2 separate regions of the Mus musculus genome follow, and region 1 is linked to region 2. The links are chromatin contacts, called in public Micro-C maps. All regions are on one chromosome and are shown on one strand. Each heading gives the region's core, a stretch centred on a gene start, on an enhancer-like site or on the middle of the called end of the contact. The rest is flanking DNA. Distances are from core to core; before and after follow the strand shown. Region 1 holds the start of Pax3 (paired box 3). Region 2 holds the start of 9130024F11Rik (RIKEN cDNA 9130024F11 gene).

What was found. A called contact is a pair of places that touch in the nucleus more often than the background predicts.
Region 1: a Micro-C map of embryonic stem cells shows a contact between it and region 2, with 30 times the contacts expected there. The contact joins the promoter of Pax3 here to the promoter of 9130024F11Rik in region 2. A contact is called at or near these places in 1 of 39 promoter capture datasets (embryonic stem cells), 7 of 484 Hi-C or Micro-C datasets (embryonic stem cells and uterus) and 1 of 115 datasets of contacts at active chromatin or transcription factors (embryonic stem cells).

Annotation. Positions count from the first base shown.
Region 1 is chr1:78,192,154-78,198,420 of GRCm38.p6, forward strand. It overlaps Pax3 (paired box 3), which reads right to left and starts at 4,983. Exons shown (of 8, transcript NM_008781.4): 1 at 4,512-4,983; 2 at 3,098-3,333; 3 at 1,587-1,716; 4 at 289-423. The coding sequence starts at 4,596. RefSeq lists a promoter at 4,547-6,267, an enhancer at 5,702-6,267 and cis regulatory regions at 5,702-5,934, 6,090-6,267.
Region 2 is chr1:56,969,294-56,976,098 of GRCm38.p6, forward strand. It overlaps 9130024F11Rik (RIKEN cDNA 9130024F11 gene), which reads left to right and starts at 2,176. Exons shown (of 2, transcript NR_024326.1): 1 at 2,176-2,478; 2 at 4,965-5,903. Satb2 (special AT-rich sequence binding protein 2) reads right to left here and starts at 2,041. Exons shown (of 11, transcript NM_139146.2): 1 at 1,819-2,041; 2 at 360-587. The coding sequence starts at 528.

The DNA.
Region 1 (6,267 bases), core at 3,733-6,232, about 21 Mb after region 2:
AAATGGTGGAGAATAAAACTCACAATAAATTGGACTTAGTATTGTTGGAACGTGGCTCAGAGGTACAGCACTGGGCCGATCATATAGGAAACGCTGGATTTGCTCGTCAGGAAATTAAAATAAAAATTAGAATAGAGAAGATTTTTTAACGCCAAGTACCTCTCTGGCCTTTCACTTGAATGTCCTTCCCTCTAACCTAAGCCGGAGGTGAGCTCTGAGATGAGCCACTGCTGGCCTGCGGTTGCGCAGACCACAAATCTCAGCGCGCGGCCCACTGGGCCCTCTTACCTCGCTCACTCAGGATGCCATCGATGCTGTGTTTAGCCTTTTTCTCGCTTTCTTCTGCTTCCTTCCTTTCTAGATCCGCCTCCTCCTCTTCTCCTTTTCCAAATTTACTCCTCAGGATGCGGCTGATAGAACTCACTGGAGAAAAGAGGAGCGCACACGATTGAGAAGCATGGAAGGAGGGGGAAAGATCCCAAAAGACACCTCAAAGGCCCAGCTAACGTACTCAACCCTCTCCCTACCCTTGAGCAGGGCTCAGTGCTGTGTTCTGCATCTGTGAGCATCCGGGGCTTCTGCCTTCTCTCGGTCTTAAACTGCTTTTCTCTGTCTCCATCTTACGTTAAAACCCTCACACTTTCGTGGGGTTTTAATTACTTAGACTGGAGATGAAACCTGAAGATCTCGCACCTCCAATTCAGAACCGAGAAAGGTTCCTCCTGCCCCTCTCCGAGGATCGGTTGGCTACTTGTCTCTGAACACTCTAAAGAGACTTCTTCCACCAGCTTCACCCTTCACCGTCCCCCCTCCCCACCTGAAGACACTGGTCCCCCGCAAAGGCCTGGGAAGAAGAACCACAGAGGGCCTGTCGCCTGCAAATCAACTTGTTTTGAGGATAGAAAGGGTTTAAGTTTCAACTGCAGAATCATTCCCTATTGTAAAAATCAAAAGAAAAATGCATTCTCCCGATTTATTTTTTCCAGATTCCAGTCTGGTAAACAAATCCATGCTCTGAAATATATCGTTCTTACAGAGGGGGAAAAAAGGGAGTTTCCTTTTAATTAAAAACAAACTCTTCCCGCGCGCAGGCCTAGCGCTGGTCCTCCCTTCCCCTGGACCTCTCCCAAGCTGCCACGATGCTGGTCGGATCCTGGAACTCTTGGGAAAATCATGCCCGGCCCGAATTTTTCACCCCTTTAGCTCCTCAGCCAACTCTCCACTGGTACCGCTTGGATCTCCCTTCAGTGAAAGTTACCAAAACATTTGTTTCTCTTTAGAAGGGAACATCAATATTAATCTTTTGGTCTGCGCCCCGCATTTCCTTCCAGCCTTCTTAGCAGAAATCCGTGGGGGGTGGGGGGAGCGGAGGGGGAACCTCAGAGGTCATCTCCCAAGACGCCACCCTGGGGACCAGCAGATCACCCACTGCTCCATAAAACACTAAGAATGTCTGGCTTGTAAATATTTCAGGTCAGCCTCCCAATAGCCAAGATGGATAATTGGGGTGATTTTATGGCTGGCACGACCCGTTGGAGTATGAGCCTGACGGTCGCGCCTCCGGGAGAAGTTAATGGACCCAGTACCTGAGGGCACAGTGTTCCGATCACAGACAGCGTCCTTGAGCAATTTGTCTCTGATTTCCCAGCTAAACATGCCCGGGTTCTCTCTTTTGTATTCCTCAATTTTCTTCTCCACGTCAGGCGTTGTCACCTGCTTTAAGAGAATAGGCGGATAGTGCGTTGGTACCCAGTATCCTGGGTCAGACACGGTGCCCCAACCTCGTGGCTTTTCTGATGCTCTTTCCTGTATTTTCTTGGAATGTCCCTCTGCTTAGCCAAAGGACTTTAATTCCGTTTAGACAGGAGATGACAGGAAATTATCCCACTCGGTGCGGCCTGGAGACCCTCCACCTGCCCAGAGATGCTCGGGAACCAAATTAAATTAAGGGGAAAAAAATCTAACAGCTTGGAGGTGAGGGAGGATTGTACTTTCTGGTACCTAGAAAATCCTCTCGGAATCCGCACAAAAACGAAACTAAAAGGAGAACGTTTGAAAAAGCAGCAATAAATAAATAAATAAATAAATAAATAAATAAATAAATAAATCAAATTAGATAAGGTCCATGGAGATCAGATCTAAGCTAAGGGCAGATTTGGGTGAGATTTAAAAGGACGTGTATGTATCCAGGTTCTTGTGTTGTTGTTGTCGTCGATGCTGTTTTCAATTAGACAAACATGGATAATTTGAAAGGATGACTCTTCCACCCACTTAAATAAAAACTGTGTCCTAAGATTCTCAGATTAGGAGAGAAAATAGGGAGGGAGAGGGATTGTGTTTGGGAGTCTTCAGTGTGCCATATAGCCCATTTGATTTTGCACACACACACACACACACACACACACACACACCCGCCGCAACTAGAAAAAAAAAATTATACCGGCCTCTCTGAATAATCCAAAGAGAAGGCAGACCCTGTATGATCTCTTCCCACTCCCTAGCCAGCAGAACTTTTTTGCTTTTTCAAAGAAAACTAAAATAAATCGAGGATCTCACCAAATTGATTTGTTTAATGGAGTCAAGAGGCTTATTATTAAAACACACACACACACACACACACACACACACACACACATCTTAACAGCCCTGACTTTTGACTTCTTGAGAACAATTTGCAAGGGAGGGAGATTCAAAGCTGGGAAAGAAACTATCCAAGAATTAAACCGAGATGTTTAACTTCATACTAGGAAGGCAGTGCAGTGAGTGGGAAGACTCTGTGGGAAGTTGGAAATCGGGGAAATAACTTGATGAGGGCTCTAATGCTCCCAGGCATTAAAATCTAAAGTTAATCTTCCTTTGCTAAAAGTGCCAGCCCTTTTCAGTGTAGAAGGACCACCACCAACCATAACAACTGAGTTCTACACACACACACACACACACACACACACACACACACAAACACACACACACACACACACTCCTTCCTAGATTTGAAAACTAGCGCCCTTTGAAAGTCCCTTGCTCTCTTTAGAACGCGCCCACTCTGGACCCGCTGGATCACAGGCCCTAAGTCCACGAAACCAGGTCCCGGGCTCACCTTGGGTTTGCTGCCGCCGATGGCACCAGGTCGGATGGAGCCTGTCTCCTGGTACCTGCACAGGATCTTAGAGACGCAACCATGGGACACGCGAAGCTGGCGAGAAATGACGCAAGGCCGAATGCCATGGTGGGCCATCTCCACTATCTTGTGGCGGATATGGTTGGGCAGAGGCCTGCCGTTGATAAATACTCCTCCGAGCTGGTTGACTCGGCCCTGGCCAAGAGGGGTGGACACTGGGAAGAGATGGCGAAAGGAGAGAGCCCGAGAAAGTCATTTAGGAAGAATAGAAAGCAGCAAAAAGAACCTAATTCTGCATCCTTCTGGCCAATTTGCCTGTGACAGTTAAAACACAAACCACCAAGCTCTGGGCTCCCAGTCCCGGACCCTTAAGGTTCTATTTATTCAAATAATTACCCGATGCAAGGTCATATAATCTTTTGGAAATTGAGCGATCGGAATGAGGTAACTGGCTGTAGAGAAACTGTATTTTCTCTTTTATTTGGGGGAGGGGGGCTGTGCTGCAAGTTGGAGGGAGACCTAGGACTGATGTCTAAAATGTCTTGCGATAACTGCCTCAAAGTCCTGAGAAGGCAGAGGTCCCGATAAGGGTATAGTAGGCAAGGGTTGGGGAGGCTCCCGAAAGGAGACACAGGTGACAGCAGGTATCACCTGTTACACTTAAAAAATAAAAATGGCAGCGAGCCTAGCTGTGGACACCACTGCCGAAATGACCGCCCTTGCACGTCACGTTTTACTCTGGATCGAGGTCGAAGGGCTCCTCCAGAACCCCAGTCTCCTGCTTTTACTTCCCAAATTATTTGGTCGGGTTCGGGTTTGCAGTAATTTCTACCTCCCCGAAATTTCCCAGCACCTTTAAGCAAACCGAAAGGCATTGCCAACCATTTTAGAAACTTCGAGATGCCACTTGAGTTGAGTGGAATTTGCTAATCAATGCTAAAACTTTTCAACTAGGAAGGGCCACCAGAATTTTTCACAGCAGGAAAATTCTTGCCGAACTAATAGTAGTTATTCAAAAGTGAACGCAGCCCGCACAATTTCGTAGCAACTTTAGGTGAACAGAAAGAGAACTTGCTTCCGGCGCTGCGAAGCTTGTTCACCTTTCTCACGGCAGCAATTCCGAAACAACAGGGCAAAGTGGAGCCGGCAGGAGCAGGCCAGGCAAGCTCCGAGAGCTTGTAGTGAGCTTAGCACTCCGTTTGCAGCCAGAACGTGAAATGGGGCTTCTCCCGCTCTCCACGAGAACCCCCTCCCCACTTTTGCTTCTTGGGTTGAGAAGTACCACGGGAAGAGGCTCCCGGTAAGGCACGAGTGGAGGCCCTGGAGACCAGGATTGGGGTGCGGCAGCCAATCCCAGGCCCGGGGATCCGGACGAGCTGAGGCCCTAACATACCTTCCAGCGGGAAGCCGCTGCGTGGGTAATTCTGCCCCGGGCCGGGCCGCATCATCCTGGGCACAGCGCCGGCCAGCGTGGTCATCCTGGGGGCAGCTTCGCTCGCAAATTATATCCAGGTGAAGGCGAGACGAAAAAGCGAGCACAGTGCGGCGGGTGACCCTCGGGAACTCTCCGGATCTCGGAGAGCTCCTCCCCCAAAAAAGGCCAGAGAGGGAGGCGGGGCGCGGGGAGGGGGGCGCTAATAGATCCAAGTCCACAGGCTCCAGAGGAGTCCCTTGAGTGCAGGATCCCAAGCCCAGGGCGGACGAGTTTGGTGCGAGTCTAGCAGATCGGCCCCTCAGCTGGGGCTACTGGCAAAGGTGCTCACTGCACCGCGAAGATCGGGTGAGGGAGGGTGGTGACGAGGCAGGAACACGTCCCAAGTCTCCTCCCGTCGTGACACCGAGTGCAGGGATCCGGACTAGGGAGCATTTATTAGTTCTTTCACCCAAAGCTTGATCAGGAGCCCTGAGCTGCGATTGGCCGAGGAGGAGACCGTCCCGGGTGGCAAAGACACGCGCTGATTGGGCGACAGAAGCTACTTTCTCTTCCCATCCCTGACGGTCCCCAGGCCTCCGCCGACCCAGAGGGGGACTAGCTCTGTGTCCCTTTCTCAAGAGAAGGGTGGACAGGTTGAAACTAGGAGAGGCAGCTTGGGTGGCAAGAGCCAGTGAGGATGGAAAAAGGCTCGCGGTGTCCCTGTCCCTCTACATGAGATTCAGCCTTGATCATCTTGGTTTTCTATTACTCTGTCCTAATCTCTTTCCGCCTTTCTCTGGAAACCTTGCTATATCCGCCCCTTATTTCCTCTGTCTGCCCCTGCTTTTCACCTGTGGATTTCGCTTCGGGATTACTAATACGGAGATGGCGGTGGAGCAAATTTGGAAAGGGGCACAGAGAATTCCGGATGTGTTTCCTTTTCCTTTCTCTGGTCTGCCTCTGGGCCTGAGCTCCCTATGTGAGCCTCCCAGAAAGGCATCTCTCAGGAAGAGTCCAAGATGTGCCCAGAAGGTCCTTTTGTCTTTCTTAGGCTGGGAATGAAAGACAGGTGGCATAGCCATGACAGAGACTGAAGAGGTTAGGCCTCCCCTGGGCTCCAAGTTGCAAGCAATGGGGAAGCCAGCTCCTTTTCTTGGTTTAAAAACCCTTCTGAGAAGCGGGGACTTTAAATCTCCACGTACACATTCATCCCCGATGCACTTGCATCTATATGTTGAGGTTTTGCCCGGGTGCAGCGTTTGTTCTCAGGAATTTATTATGGCATTCAGACTAAACTGCTGGAAAAATAAAAGAAGCAACGTCTTGGCTAGGAGCTGAAGTGTCCCCAGCAGGATATGACGCCAGGAGTGTTGTAAAGACTGTCTGTCCTTAGAGAAGGTACCATTGTGCCTAGCCTTTTATTTATAACTTGGTAAGTGCCAGCGAACACTCCTCCCTTACACCCCCCTCCCGTGCCAGCCCCACGTTCTGCGCTGCTCTTTATTCCCTCAAGTCTATTCAGGGACTGTCACTCTGGGGCCGAGAGGTATTCAGGGCCTTAATCAATCAAAAGGATGAGAATCAGGCAGGTTTTTTCCCCTTTGAAATAAAGGAAACAATGACTTCTGGGCTTCAAGTTCCCTTTTCTTTTTATGATATTTGAATTTTTCCTGCCCCTGAATCCTCCAACCCTCTCTCCATGTCCTCCCCCCCCCCATCTCCTTTGACAGTTTTG
Region 2 (6,805 bases), core at 926-3,425:
GGCATACAAGCTTCAGCCCTAAAACAGATCCGAGGCAAGGCAAAGGAGTTAAAACACTAAAGAGCTCTCTAGGAAAATCTAGAAACAGTTAGCTGGCTGTGACACAGACCTGCCAACACCTCAGCACAGAGTGGCAAAGTGCCCAAAAAATGCCACCCTCTGGGTAAACCACTTTCTTGTTTTAACTCGAGATGAAGCTACTACCAGTTGCGGAGAGGCAACTAGGGCACTATTTGGCAACCTGGATTTGACTTCCTGTAATCCTACACCGAAACAGCGCCTAATCAACCTGAACCCTGACACCCAGGCCATTATCACTGGGCCTCCGCTGCGCGCACCTCCCAGCTCCGGGCTGTTACCTCCCACGGCCTTGGCCACGGCGCCGTTGGGCCTCCCGCGGGCTCCCATGGGGCTGCCGTTCTGCTCCAGCCGGGCCACCTTCACCGGGGGAGGCCCCTTGACGTCGGGGCTGCCGCTTCTTCGGTCGGGGCTGTCCCGAAGACACGGGCTCTCGCTCCGCCGCTCCATGCTGCTCCGATTTGGAGACAAAGTTCCCACCGGCAGGTCGCAATAAAACGCGCAGGGACCTAGGGAGGGGGCGGAGGGGAGGAAAGGGGGAGGGAAAAAAAAAAGAGGGAAAACCGCTCACACACGTGATAGACGATCAGGCCAGTGGCAGAGCACTGCACCGCAGCCACACAAACTTCCTCCCACGCTGCAGAAGGGTACCGAAGGGTCCCGGGAAAGCAAGTCCCAACCAAACAAACACTGGAGGTCCCAAAGCTGCCCAGAACTTGAGGTACTAAGACCTGCTCTGTCTCAGGTCCCAAGAGTTAGCCCTCAGTTGTGTGGACAGAGTCGGACCTCGAAGCCTTTAAGCAGTACCCCATTCATTGCGGGCAGCGCTGGCATTATCCTCTCTTTGATAAAGAGCCACCACCACCATAAGCCCCACTTGGGGTGTCAGGGTTTTGAAAGGAGCGTACTTATGGGCGAGAGGTCCCACCAGGCCAGGGAGGGAGCAAGGACTTACACGGGTCCTTAAGCAAATTAATTGCTTGATAAATGCGCTGTGGATGGCCAAGCTGGATCAATGGATCCATGGAATCCCCACCTTTTACCTTTATGGACCAAGTACACTTGTGTACACAAACACACACCTTTGCACACAAAAAAATTAACTATAATTTCACGTGAGCGAGCATCCCAAAACACTCTGAGATTTGGAAAGGCTACCCTCCATCCCAGGATCACAATTATTATTTGGGAGCATTCTTATCTTCATCGTATCCTGGATGTGGTTGTTGTTTTTTAAGCCATTAAGCGTACAACATAAGAGAAAGAAATCTTGATTCTTAGGTACAGGAGCAGGCTTCATTAATCCTAATTTCTAAATCTGGAAAGTTTTTCTCGAGGTCCCTAGGCGAGCAGTGCTCCATACTCTTCAATTTTGGAGGAGTGACCCGGAAGAAGGGAAAACACCTGATGAAACGGCGCCCACATTGTCACTGAAACCCATGAAAGGAACCCCTAATACACCAGGGGCTCTGAGAATCCTCTAAGAGCGCTTTGGACGCGGGAGAAGCCTAGTCGCCACGAGTCCAGACGAGGTGGTGGTGGGGGACAGAGAGGAGTTAAGAAGAATGCGAAAGATGTAGGGAGTGCTCGGAGGGGTTGCCAGTGAAGGCTCCACCGCACTTCCCGGCTTCGCCTAAGCGCGCGTGAGAGCCAGAGCCCCAGAACAGCCGGGGAACTTAGCGCGCCCAGGGCTTCCCGAACTACAGGCGCCGCGTGGGAGCCCTCGCCCAGCGTACTTACTGCTCACGGTCTGTCTGAAACTTGGCTGGCTGGGGCTCTGTCCATGGAGCAAAAGTAGAGAATCCAGGGTGGAAAGTTTTTGGTGAATTGTAGTGTTGTCCTAGTCTTCCTTTCTCTTTCCTCCTTCCCCTTTCCTTTTCCTCTTCCCCGGTCCTAGCGTTTAAGGTCCTGGGTCAGGGTGTCTTCTTCTGGTTCGGAGATGGTTGTTATGATGATGGGGGCGGGGGGCAGTGAGGGAGGAGGAGGAGAGGGAAAGGAGGACTCCTCCAAAGGGGCACCAGAGCGAGCGGGGGAGGGGACGGCGGAGGAGGGGGGGGGGAGAGGGGGCTGAAAGAGCCTTTCACACCTTCGGGTAGAAGACCGGTTCTGGAGAGAAAGGGCTGAGGACTGGGAGGCTGCGGCGGCTGCTGGCTCCTACAGCCGCTAGCTCCAGAGGAGGCGCGGCCAGAGTCGCGGGGACGTTGCCACCAAGAGCGGGGAAGGTGCGGAGACCCCGGACCGCGCGCAAGAGAAAACGCGGCGGCCGCACAAGCTGTCACCTCCAACCTCTCCCCTCGCGGCTGCCTCTGCCAGAAGCCAGAGCCGGACTCACTGACAAGCCGCAGAGAGAAAGACACTGAGAGGGAGATGATTATTAGTTGCGTTGAGTCATCAGGCAAAGTGAGTCCTTTTGGGTTGTCCTCGGTTTCCGATTTCTCCCCCTCCCCCTTTCGGTCCCCAGATCTAGCGCCTTCAAAATAATAATTTGGGGTGGGGGTAGGGGATGTCTCTGGGTTATTTCGGGATGGGAATGGGGGGGACGGATCTAAACCCAAGCCAGACTGGTCCACCGCAATGAAGGAGGGGAGTGGGGGGCGGGGAGGAGGGCTGGGGAGGTTGCGGGGGGAGGGGGGCCCCGCCTGGCAGGAAATTAAACATCAATCAATCAATCGCTGTGAGCACGGCGACCCAAGGAGCCGGGCTGCGGAGGAGGCACAGGGATAGGCGAGGGGGTGGGAGTCAGGGAAAAAGGAGGAAGGGGGGAGTCGGAGGTGGGAGCGGGGTGGCAAGGACCTCATGCACCGGGCGACGAAGGACGGATGGCTGAGGACTGAGTGTGGCGCGAGGCGGTGGCCACGGCCGACGAATGGGTGCGTCTAAGCGCTGACGAACGCCAGGGCCCAGGGTCTGGTCCTCCTCCTTGTAGCAAGTCCAGGGCGCAGCCGCCTCGCCCAGCCCCTAGGCGCACTCGTCCCGGCGCGCAGGCTGCGGCGACTAGGCGGGCGCTCCGTGTCGCGGCTCGCCGCAGAGGCGCAGGCTGGCGCTCGGGAGGCGGCAGAGGCTGCCTCGTCTCCGGGCTCTGTTAATTGCGCCGCCGAGTACTTTCGACTTTGGAGATAGGAGGGCGATCGCCTCCCCCACCCACCGCCTCCGCCCACCACCCACCGCCTCCGCCCCTCGGAGCAACTTTTCTCGGTGCGAGCGAGCTCCCCATCTGCTCGGAGCCGACCGGCCCGGCCCGAAGCGCTCCCGGCCGCGTTTGGGGAAGGCCACTTCTCCCTCAAATCCCGTGCGGCCGCGGGTCCGGAACAATAGCCCGGGTGTCCCGAACGCCTGGAGCGAGACTCCGCCCGTCCGGCTGGCTGTGGGTCCGGCACTGGAGAAAGGGTTGCTCCGTGGGCACAAGGCAGGCTGCATCCCTGCCACTCTCGCCACGCGGGCTACGTTGCGAGCGGCGCAGCCCGAGCTGCCCGGAGGCCAGAACACTGTGCCGGCCGGGGCGCTGAAGCTGCGCGCCCCTCGGGTTGCAGCACTGGGGCTCCCGAAGACCCTCAGCGGCTGAGGACCGAGTTCGGCGCGAGCAGAGCTGAGCCGTGGGGACCTAGCCTCTCCGCCCCGAGCGAGGCCGCGCCGATGAGTCCCTAGCTGGTCCTTCTAAGGCTTAGGAGCCACAAACTTTTGCGGACTCCCGCGGCCCTAGCCTTTCGGCTCGCGCAGCTTTACTTGTTTAAGGTGGCGCGGTGACTGCCCGCCAAAACCCCGCTGCCGGCCGCGCTTTTGTCTTGGCCATTCGGCATGGGCGCGGACCTCCTTAAAAAAAAAAAAAAAATAGCACGTGGGCAGGGGCCGCGGCCCCGGCGAGGTGCCTGCCGCGTCCGGCTTCTGTCAGCCCCTGGAACCTCAAAGGAGAAAATATGAACCAGTCCTCTCCGGCCTTCCGGCCAGAGATGCCCCTTGAGCCGGCGGCATCTCTTGTCCCTTCTGTGCACCGGGGCTTTCCCTCCAGTTCCCCAGGACCCCAAGGACTCGGCTTCCACCGGTTGCCTGAGCCACTAGTCCCCCTTAAGAAGTATTGACTGTACGGCGGCGCCAGAGGGCCAAACTAAATTCGGTTTCGGGAAACGCGCTCGAGGCAATTCTCTAAATCCTGGCCTTGAGCTGGGCCAGTGGAGATTGAATCTGAGAGTAGCGCTGGAGACTGGGCTGCTGTCCACTTGCTTGGTAGCCTACCCCCTTGACCCCACAACGCCCCAAGAGTCGCAAACCCACGGCCAGGGAAGCCTAAGGGCTTCTAAAAGAAAGAGGGTCCCCGAAACGAAACCTGTCCCTGGCCTAAATCTCGGTGCCCAGACCTCGGTGAGTCCCACTCAAAGGAGCCGCCCACCAACTTCACCAGAAGCCCCAGGCGGCAAGGGGAGCCCTGCCGAGCCGAGTCGAGCCTGGCAGGGTAGTAATCCTCCAGAGAGCCACCGCAGTTTTAGGAAGCCTTTTTCTTTTCCCTGTTTTTTTCTTCCCCCAAATTCCGTGCTCCCACGAACATGCCCAGCCAAAGGGGCTAAAGAAAATTCCAAGCCCGTGAAAGCAAAGTGGCTCAAGTAAAATCAGCCCTTGAAGGTAGCTGAAAGGTTGTTTTTTGGTTTTTGGTTTTTTTTTTTTTTTTTTAAAGCAATGAAAGAAAGAAACTGTAAGTTTGATTTACAAACTTTAAAAAAGAACAATGTTATAGCATATCGAAATGAAAAGGGGTGTTTCAAAAACTTAGCTATCGCTGTCAAACTAAGCCTGCTTTTTAAATTGGAAATGCATATATTTTATTTATATACTAACTGTATTAAACCCCCCCCTCCCACCCCGTTTTCTTTCTTACCTTGGTGTTGGAACTACAGAATCCACCTCCGGCCCAATGTCCACGAACTAAGAAGAATTGATGATATTAGGACTTGAGGACTTCTGGAAAAAAATGCAAATCGTTTAGTGGGGATCTTTTTTGTCTGATTCGTCACTATTATTATATCTGATGATGCGATGGTTGGAACGATTCTATCCTGTCATTAATTAGCTATTTTATAAAAATCACTGTCGGAAAATCGTCATTTGCGTTTTGCTAAGGATCTCTTCGCTAACCTCACTGGCGTGTGTCAACAGTATAATTATGAACTTCAGCTACAACTCTTATAAACAACACGGCAGTATTGTTTAATCGGTTAATATTTTATAAAGTGTACATATTTTATTATGCTTTGAGGGGAACTATTGATACTAAGTTATTTTTAAAAAGAGAAAGTCTATTTAAATAAAGCATACAATTAAGTTCAATTAAATGTGCACTGTGGCTAGATTCTACACCCTTTCAAATTCATTATTTCTTTTGTCTATTTTTGATAATGTAAAGAAAATCTACCATTTGGAACAAGTAATTCTAAATTATTTAAAATTACATTTTAAAAATTAAACAAATTACATTTAATATACATGACAATGTGTAATTTGATGTCATTACCAAAAGTGTACTTTGAATGTTGGCAGATTTATTTTTAGTAGAGCATTTTCAAATTTCTCTCGTTTCATAAAAGGAGAATTCTAGAAAGTTTTGCCATGCATACCCAGTGTGAATTTTTCCCTGTAGTTTTGACCCGGATAAAGGCCTTTTCTGTTTCAAGTGACATGTTTTTCCCAATCCAGTTTTGTTAACTTCATTTCAGCTAAAGCAAATATTTTCAAACACTTCTAATTGCTACAGTAATTTATATTTGAAATAACACTTTTAAAACATTTGTCATTTTCATTTTTAAAAACAGTGAATAAATATATTTGATGATGATTCAAAAAACTGTTTGGTTTCATTTTTGTATTTCCCACGACGGTTTATTTCCAAACAATTTTTGAAACAATCATACTTTTTTAAATGGTATAAGTACATTTGCCTTTTAAAATACTTTGATTCAAAACTCCTCCTCACCCCACACACACACCAGATTGAGAATGAGCTACCTCTGTGCTCAGAAAATAAAGTTGTGTGTATGTGCGTGTGGTGGTGGGGGGGGGGGGTTGTAGGTTGTTTCAGACCTCCGTTTTTTGAGGGAGATCTACTCAAACTTTTCTCGGATTCTCCTAGCCCTAAAATTCCCACCTTACCTTAGGTAGTCAAAGGCCGCCTGTCTTTCACAATCACACTGTTATTATTATTTTTAAGCAACAACAACAAAACACTGGGACTTTGCAGGCTGGGGTTAAGTGCCACAGTTTCCCTCGCTTGCTAGACTGCTTTTCTTTCTACCCAGGCCTTTGTCCTCTTAAGGCCTGTTTTGCACTTTTAATGACAATGGTGTTTGATTTCTCCTGTTGCCTCTGCGGTTTTGGCTGTGCGGGTCCTCTGCCCAAGTCGGCTTAGGTTGTGTGCTAGCCTTAGACCACCTAGGCCCGCCAGCCCTGGTAGGACGCCGCTTTGCGTCTTTTCGGCCACGATCTCTGAAGGCCCAGCATTTACCCCCAGCCTCTCTGGCTCTCAGAGGCACTTCCAAAAGTGCGCTGCCTCTTTTAGAGCGCTGAAAGTTTGTGCTGCTTCTCTCTCTCTCTCTCTCTCTCTCTCTCTCTCTCTCTCTCTCTCTCTCTCTCTCTCTCTCTCTCTCTCTCCACCCCAGGGCACTCATTTCAAACTTCATGGAAACCGCCACCTTAAAAGCCTTCGAAGGGACGGTTTCTAGGAATCAAGACGGGCCAAATGCTT